Linked DNA regions of Mus musculus: region 2 is linked to region 1. A link is a contact called in public HiChIP or PLAC-seq data. All regions are on one chromosome and are shown on one strand. Each heading gives the region's core, a stretch centred on a gene start, on an enhancer-like site or on the middle of the called end of the contact. The rest is flanking DNA. Distances are from core to core; before and after follow the strand shown.

The links. HiChIP or PLAC-seq counts read pairs in DNA pulled down with a chosen protein or histone mark.
Region 2: a contact with region 1 is called in an H3K27ac HiChIP or PLAC-seq map of microglia, with 7 times the contacts expected there. The contact joins the promoter of Rab5if here to the enhancer-like site in region 1. A contact is called at or near these places in 2 of 39 promoter capture datasets (hippocampal neurons and neural stem cells), 2 of 484 Hi-C or Micro-C datasets (bone marrow-derived macrophages and embryonic stem cells), 33 of 115 datasets of contacts at active chromatin or transcription factors (the 230-238 cell line, the HPC-7 cell line, the SCID.adh cell line and 23 more) and 4 of 9 other capture datasets (adipose tissue, embryonic stem cells, liver and 1 more).

What each region holds. Positions count from the first base shown.
Region 1 is chr2:157,056,751-157,060,412 of GRCm38.p6, forward strand. It overlaps Soga1 (suppressor of glucose, autophagy associated 1), which reads right to left. Exons shown (of 15, transcript NM_001164663.1): 2 at 3,438-3,662. Among named protein-coding and RNA genes, the nearest start is that of Soga1, 21 kb to the right of the region's middle. Within about 2 kb of position 2,036, at least 137 of the 459 cell types and tissues checked have an H3K27ac peak or open chromatin away from gene starts, as enhancers often do. A contact at or near this core is called in differentiating embryonic stem cells, embryonic fibroblasts, embryonic forebrain and 8 more, where this site is marked.
Region 2 is chr2:156,861,509-156,865,170 of GRCm38.p6, forward strand. Rab5if (RAB5 interacting factor) reads left to right here and starts at 1,614. Exons shown (of 4, transcript NM_026124.3): 1 at 1,614-1,909. The coding sequence starts at 1,796. 5430405H02Rik (RIKEN cDNA 5430405H02 gene) reads right to left here and starts at 1,437. Exons shown (of 3, transcript NR_027914.1): 1 at 1,091-1,437.

The sequences.
Region 1 (3,662 bases), core at 786-3,285:
TGAGTTCAAATCCCAGCAACCACATGGTGGCTCACAACCACCCGTAATGAGATCTGACATAAGTACACCTCCTCTGGTGTGTCTGAAGACAGCTACAGTGTACTTACATATAATAAATAAATAATTCTTTAAAAAAAAAAAAAGGCCGGGCATGGTGGCGCACGCCTTTAATCCCAGCACTCAGGAGGCAGAGGCAGGCGGATTTCTGAGTTCAAGGCCAGCCTGATCTACAAAGTGAGTTCCAGGACAGCCAGGACTACACAGAGAAACACTGTCTCGAAAAACCAAAAAAATAAAAATAAATAAAAAGAAAGAAAGCACCCATCCCCTGGGAAGCTGCAGCATTCTAAACAGAAGAGCCTACAAGCTTAGATCCCTGCATCCAGTGCCTTGAAGCCTCCATTAGAGTCCGGAAGAAAAGGGTACCACCGCCCATATCCAGGCCCAGATTTCCAGTGGTCCCAGGGCCCTGGGCTCTCACGGGTCACTTATAGCCTCTCCAGGCTATAACCATAGGCTCTTCTCACCCTCAGGACATGTTTCATGACAGCTTTGAATCCCAGAAAGGAAAGGGCAGTTGCCCAAGGTCACATGACTAGGAAGGTAGCATGGGTCAACTATGAAGCTGATGATGCCGAAGAAGGGCAAGCTTGAAGGACTACAATGATTAACAATGGCCTGTCAACAGCAAGTCCCAACACAACTTTCTATGTCCAAAGAGCCTGAAGGGCCTTGTGTGCCTGTCTCATTGAGCCCCGAAGTTATAAGCAGGGAGACAAAGAGGAGAGGCAGCCTTGGACACACAGCAAATGCCTAAAGCACAAACAAATGTGCTCATCCATGAGGTCACTATTCACAGTGCTGGTCCCTGCCAAAGGCCAGCAGCAGCGGTGGCCCCCAGCTCCTGGGTAGATCAGTCTCTGGGCTCTGAACCTGGGATTGCAGTGCGACCCTGTGGCTCTGATCTTCAAGGAGAGAGATGGAAATCATAAGCAGTACCTCAGGCCAGGCAAGCATCCTGAGGCATGTGTGACCAAACTCAAAAATCACATGATGGGTGTTGTCACGCCATTTGACAGAGGGAAACTGAGGCTCCAAGGAGGAAGTGATGCAGGTCACCCAGGACACAGAGCCAAGGCCAGAGCATCCTTATAGAAGGATGGGGTACATGTTACTGACATGTTCTGGGGCTCTCTACAGGAAAAGCAGTGGATCCCAGAGTCCCCCAGCCGAGGCTCCTCCCATCACGTGCTCCTATGATTGGTGCCATGCCTACCACACAGGACTCTATTTTGTAATTTCATTTTATAGTCATGAAAGTCTCTATAGGGGGCTGGAGAGATGGCTCAGCGGTTAAGAGCACTGGCTGCTCTACCAGAGGTCCTGAGTTCAATTCCCAGCAACCACATGGTGGCTCACAACCATCTGTACTGAAATCTGGTGCCTCTTCTGGTGTTGAGGCATATATGTAAGCAGAAAGCTACAGACATAGTAAATAAAGGTTTGTTTGTGTGTTTTTTTTTTAAAGTCTCTATAGGATACTAAACTTATCTCCATGTTCCACAGTGGAAACAGGATCAGAGATTGAAGCAGCTTACCCAAGCCCACACGGCCATAAAGTGGCCAGACCATCCTCATGCTAGCGGGTCTCCCTGTTGAGGGTCGGAGATCTTGTTAACTGTGTGGACCAGCAAAAGGAGCCTGGGAGGGTTGTTCTGGGGTGGCGGCTGGGGAATCTCACTAATAACATACCAGCTCAATAAAACCACCGGAGCTCAAAAGCCCTGCAGGGCACAGGGCCAAGGAGCCTGCTGAGCAGGAGAGGAATCCCTAGGCATACCCCCCACCTCCGTCCCCGCCCCCAGTCCCTCTCCACCTGGTTGAGAGGTGCCTAGGGGAAGACAGGGAAGTCAGCATTCTGAGGACCTCCATAATTGCCTCTAACATCCCCAGCACACTGGGAGGAAGGGTGATGGCAAAACTGTGCGGCCCGCTAAGACAGAGCCAGAACATGAGCTCAGCGTTGCAGCTGCGGGGGTGGGCAGGAGCAGCGCGGGCATGCAGATTGGCTCGTTCAAATCCTAACAGAAGGGGCCCTTCCCCTCCTCCTGGAGGGCTGAGCCCCACCCCCATCCCAGCTGCTCTGGCCCCGCCCACCAGCCTGCTCCCCACCTCTCTTCTCGGTCTTGCTTGTCTAGGGTCCCTCCCAGATTCAAAGACCAGGGCCCAACCGCAGATTCGCCTGAACGGCTCGCTCCGCTCTTTCCCTCCCTGCTCTGTCTCCTACCGATGAGGGAACCGGGGAGTTGTTAGGTTGTTTTTTTTTTAAATCGTGTTTTGTTTATGATTTTTTGGATAACAAGATCTTAGTGTGCAGTCAAGGAAACTGGCTCCACACAGGTTCACAGGCTTGCATAGAGTCTCAACGCTGGTCACAGAATGAACAGTGTCCTTTCTGAATGCCCTGCAGGGCTGGATTCTCAGGGCTTTCCAGCAGCAGGTGTGTGGCTTGCTCAGCACCTGCCTGCCCTCCGGGGCCCTTGGGATCTTTCCCCAAGGAAGTCCTGGATCTTTCCCAGGCTCACGCCCTCTTCCCCCTTGGGCTACCTGCAGAACTCCTAGGCTCCTCCCAGTTCTGTACCGGTCGCAGCACCCTGAGTTCCTTGTTCACACTGGACTGAGTTCTGAGAGCGGAGGCTGGCTCAGGGTCCCCACATTTTGGGGGCTTACATAAGACAGACTGGCAATGGGGACTTCTCTCCTCCATCCCCGACCTAAGTGGCGCCATTCAGGCTTTCTCCTTAGGCAGAGAAGCAGCAGGTTCCAGCAGTGAGGTCTGAGAGGTGGATGGGCCTGACGTCTTGACCCTGGATAGGTGCTTCTCTCCTCTGAGGCCCAGCCCCCTCCTCCAGAAAACGGATGCAGTAATAATAGCTACTCACTGTCAGTCCCTCTGGTGTCTTAGCCAGGGTTTTAATATTCTGGATTGTAGGTTCTTATACCCATTTTGCAGATGAGGACATTGAAATATAGAAGACTTGATTAAAACCTCAAAGCCCAAGTATCCTGGAGCCCAGCTCTGAACCATCCTGGTTCAGCTGCAGTCTTCCCATAAGAAGCCTGTGGTGCTGAGCAGGGACCATAAGTAGGGCCTACTCAGAGGCCAAAGCCACATACAAAGCAGACATACAAGAAACGGCCTCTTGCTGCTTCAGAAGGGTTCTTGTCATACCATTTCCTGGCTATCCTGTTTGGAGGATGTGTTGATCCACCAGGGGTCCCCACTTTGAAGATGGAAAAACTGAGGCCCAGAGAGGCAGGATAATTTGCTCAAGGCAAGCAGTAAGCCACAGGCCTAACCTGGATCCCCAATGGGGTTTATGATCCAACCACCCAACGAGGGCACCTGTGAAGGTTGGCAGTGACCCCAGACTGACCTTGACGTCCTGTTCCAGACCTCGGATGAGTTCCCCATCAACCTGGCCTGTCTGGGCAGCGCGGAGGCTGCGGCGCTCAGCCTTACGCAGTCGGTACTGCAGGATGCGACAGGTTTTGCTGGCTTGGTCCAGCTGCTGCCGCAACTCCTGCAGCTGATACACGTCTTCCTCCATGTAGACATCCCGCATCTCCAGCATCTCAGCCCGTAGCTCCTCAATCTCATC
Region 2 (3,662 bases), core at 364-2,863, 200 kb before region 1:
ATATATTTGTGTATACACACACACACACACACACACACACATATATATATATATATACACACACATATAAAATAAACTTTTAAAAAAGAAATCAATTCCAAGCACCTGAATGACTGCGCCCAACTATCTGTAGGAGATATGTCGCCCTCTTAGGCAGCAGGCACACAAAGTGGTGCACACACAGACACACACACACACACACACACACTGCAGGCAAAACACCCATACTATGGAATGAAATAATTATTTTTAAAAAGAAAAGAACTCGGATTTAGAGTAAAATAAACCCAACTACTAACTCAATGATTCCAGGCAAATTACTTTGCCTTTATAAACTCACTGCATAAAAGTGATGTTCCGGGCTGGAGAGATGGCTCATAGATTAAGAACACTAGCTGCTCCTCCAGAGGTTCTAAGTTCAATTCCCAGCAACCACATGGTAGCTCATAACCATCTATAATGTGATCTGGTAACCTCTCTTCTGGCCTGCAGGCAAACATGCAGCCAGAACGATGTATACATAATAAACAATTCTTGGGGGGTTTTTCTTTTCTTTTGTTTTTTAGTGATATCCCTTAGCATAGCACATCCTGTGTGGCACCATCTGGAGGATGGGACTGATTTTGCTCATTTGTCTGTTTGAGGCAGCATCTCTCACTCTGTATGCTAGACCAGCTTCGCTGTGTAACCCAGGTCAGACGGGGCACGGGATCTTGGAATGTAGCCAGGCCAGCCTAACATTCCTCCCCGGGTTTGGACTGCAGACGAGTCACAGTGTACACCACAACGTGTCTTTGTACAAGTTCGCAGGGGGTGCTGCTCCTTCTGTCCTTTCAAAACACATCCTGGGAAGTGCTAACAACACACAGTGAGGACGGGGTAGCTAGCCCGACACCTACTACTTTTCTATTCCCCCTAGTGGGGTTCTCCCCTGGTTTCAACTTGCCTCATCCTTAGGAAAGAATTTCTCTCTTGGGATCTCAGCTTCACATTCGGATCTCAGAAGAGAACGCTGAGCAAGAGGAGACGTTAGGGTTCACAGAATTGTTTTTTTTCCCGTTGAGACAGGTTGTCGTGACCGGGGACTTACCATCCTCCAGCAGGTAGACAGGCTTGCACCATCGCCAGGCGAGGGAACTTTGGTTTGGTTTTTGTTTTTGTTTTGTTTTCCATAGTCATGAACAAAGTCGTGAATAACGTGTAGGTTTAGGAGAGAACGCACAGAAGGTAACTCCAGTGGGGCAGCCCAGGGCTTCCGGGGACCAAGGACCCGGCTCGGGAGGCGGAGCAGGATGCAAGGCCACTTCTTCTTTGTGTCGCTCCGGGGGACGAGCCGCGGCTCAGCCGGCAAGGAAACGTACAATCTCGGCTTTCCTCGGAGGGGCTGTGCCTCAGTCTTCACAGCGCCTCCTCGCGCACAGATCGCCTCCGGGCCGCACTTGTCCCTTCTCGCTCACCGTCCCCTGGCGTCCGCCGGAAGCTTCTGTCACTTCCGCCCACCGGAGGGGACGCTCGCGTCGAGGCGTCGCCGAGCTTCGGAGCCGACCGCCGCGTGGCCGCCGATTGGCTGCGTGCGCACGTCATCAGGGCCCCGCCCCTCCCTCGGCGGCGCCTGCTCCGTGGAGCTTAGCGAGCCGGCCGCTGGGCAGAGCGAGCAGAGCCTCGGCGGGCCACTGTCCCTCGCTGCCCGGACTACCGCTGCCGCCCCGCGCGCCGAGTCCCGCGGTCCCAGACCCCGACTCCCTTCGGCTTGGCCCGCGCGCCCCACGCCCGGCTCGGGCGGCGCGACGGGAGGATGAGCGGCGGGCGGCGGAAGGAGGAGCCGCCTCAGCCGCAGCTGGCCAACGGGGCCCTCAAGGTGTCCGTGTGGAGCAAGGTGCTGCGGAGCGACGCGGCCTGGGACGACAAGGTGCAGAAGGCCCGGCGAGGGAGGACGGGCCCGGGTCTCCCTCGCCCCGGCCAATCGGCCGGGCGCGGCCATGGGAGCAGGGAGCGGGGTGCCAAGGGGGCCGGCGCGTAGTGGAGCGAGCGGAGCCCCTGCTATCCCCCGCCGTTTGCTCCGCAGGATCCGGAGTAGTTAGCGCTTCTGAAGACTGCGCACGTGCCGGGTGCGGAATCCCTGAAGTGCGTTTACTTTGCACATTGCGAGGGGTGGCTCTGTCCTTGCTCGCTTAGATGAGAAAGAAGACATGCCCTGTGAGCTTTAAGATTCGAGAGCCGGTTCTAAGACCACCTTAAGAGGGTGTGAGTTAGTAAGAAAGTCGCTAGACATGGGTTAGAAGAGGTTGGGGACTTAAAGATGCACTCGCTGGTCATCTCCAGAGGATCTGAGCCTGGACGCCTCCTATCATTGCTCCATTCTGTGATCTTCAAGCCTGTCACCATTCAGCCCGATTCTAGATGGTTTGAAAAGAATGCTATATTTGGACTCCTTCCGTTGTTTGGACTGTTGAAATTGGGCTTCCCTCCCTTCAGTTCCGCCATGGAGGGGGGGAGTACTTCCTGAAGGTGCCCTTGGCCTGCCCCCAGCCCTGCCCAGCTCTTGCAAAACCTGTCGTCTTTGTGAACTGCTGTGTCATATTTTTTATCTTCCCCGGTCCAAGGACTGGTGTCTGGAGTCCAGGGCAGTTCACAAACCTGAGTGCTCTTTGTTGGGTGAAACTTAGATGAGCTGGCACAGGCCTAAGCACACACTTCTCCACCACCACACTTTCCTAACTCTGGCTTTCTCAAAAGTCGCTGTACAGGAAGGGTGGGAACTGAAGTTAATAGTTTTTCTTCCTGGAGACTCTCTAGAACTTAGCTGGCCAGCCAAGGGTTATCTGTGGCCAGGAGCACAGTGCCCATTGTCACTTCAAAACAAACTTCTATTTACGCAGCTTCTTTTAAAGAAGTAACGACTTCTCTAAAATATGGTAGAGAACAGGCTCTGGAATTAGTCACTTAATAGTCTAAATATATTGTTTCCCATCACACTTTAGTAGAAGGAATGACAGAAGAACCACATATGGAGCAAGGTGGTGGTGGTAGTGCACTGGGAGGCAGAGGTCGGGGAATCCCTGAGTTGCAGGCCAGCCTGGTCTACAGAGTGAATTCCAAGACAGCCAGAGCTACACAGAGAAACCCTGCCTCGAAAACAACAACAAAAAAGAACCACATATGGGGACTAGAGAGGCCTCAGCAGTTTAGAGTGGGCTCCAATCCAAGCACCCATATGGTGAGTCACAACGGTCTGTAACTCCAGTTCTGAGGAGTTCCAGTGTTCCAGCATCCATGGGCAGCAGGCACATACATGGTGCTCATGCATACATTAAGATAAAACATACAGGGCTGGTGAGATGGCTCAGTGGGTAAGAGCACCTGACTGCTCTTCCGAAGGTCCGGAGTTCAAATCCCAGCAACCACATGGTGGCTCACAACCATCCGTAACAAGATCTGACTCCCTCTTCTGTAGTGTCTGAAGACACCTACAGTGTACTTACATATAATCAATAAATCTTTAAAAAAAAAAGATAAAACATACATATAAAATAAGTTTAGAAAAAAAAGAAAAGAGCCATGTGCTTAGCTAGACATTGTGAACCACACCTTTAGTTCAGTACTCTTGACCCAAGGCCTAGTTTACATAGCAGATTCCAGGGCTACTTAATGAGTTTGTAGGA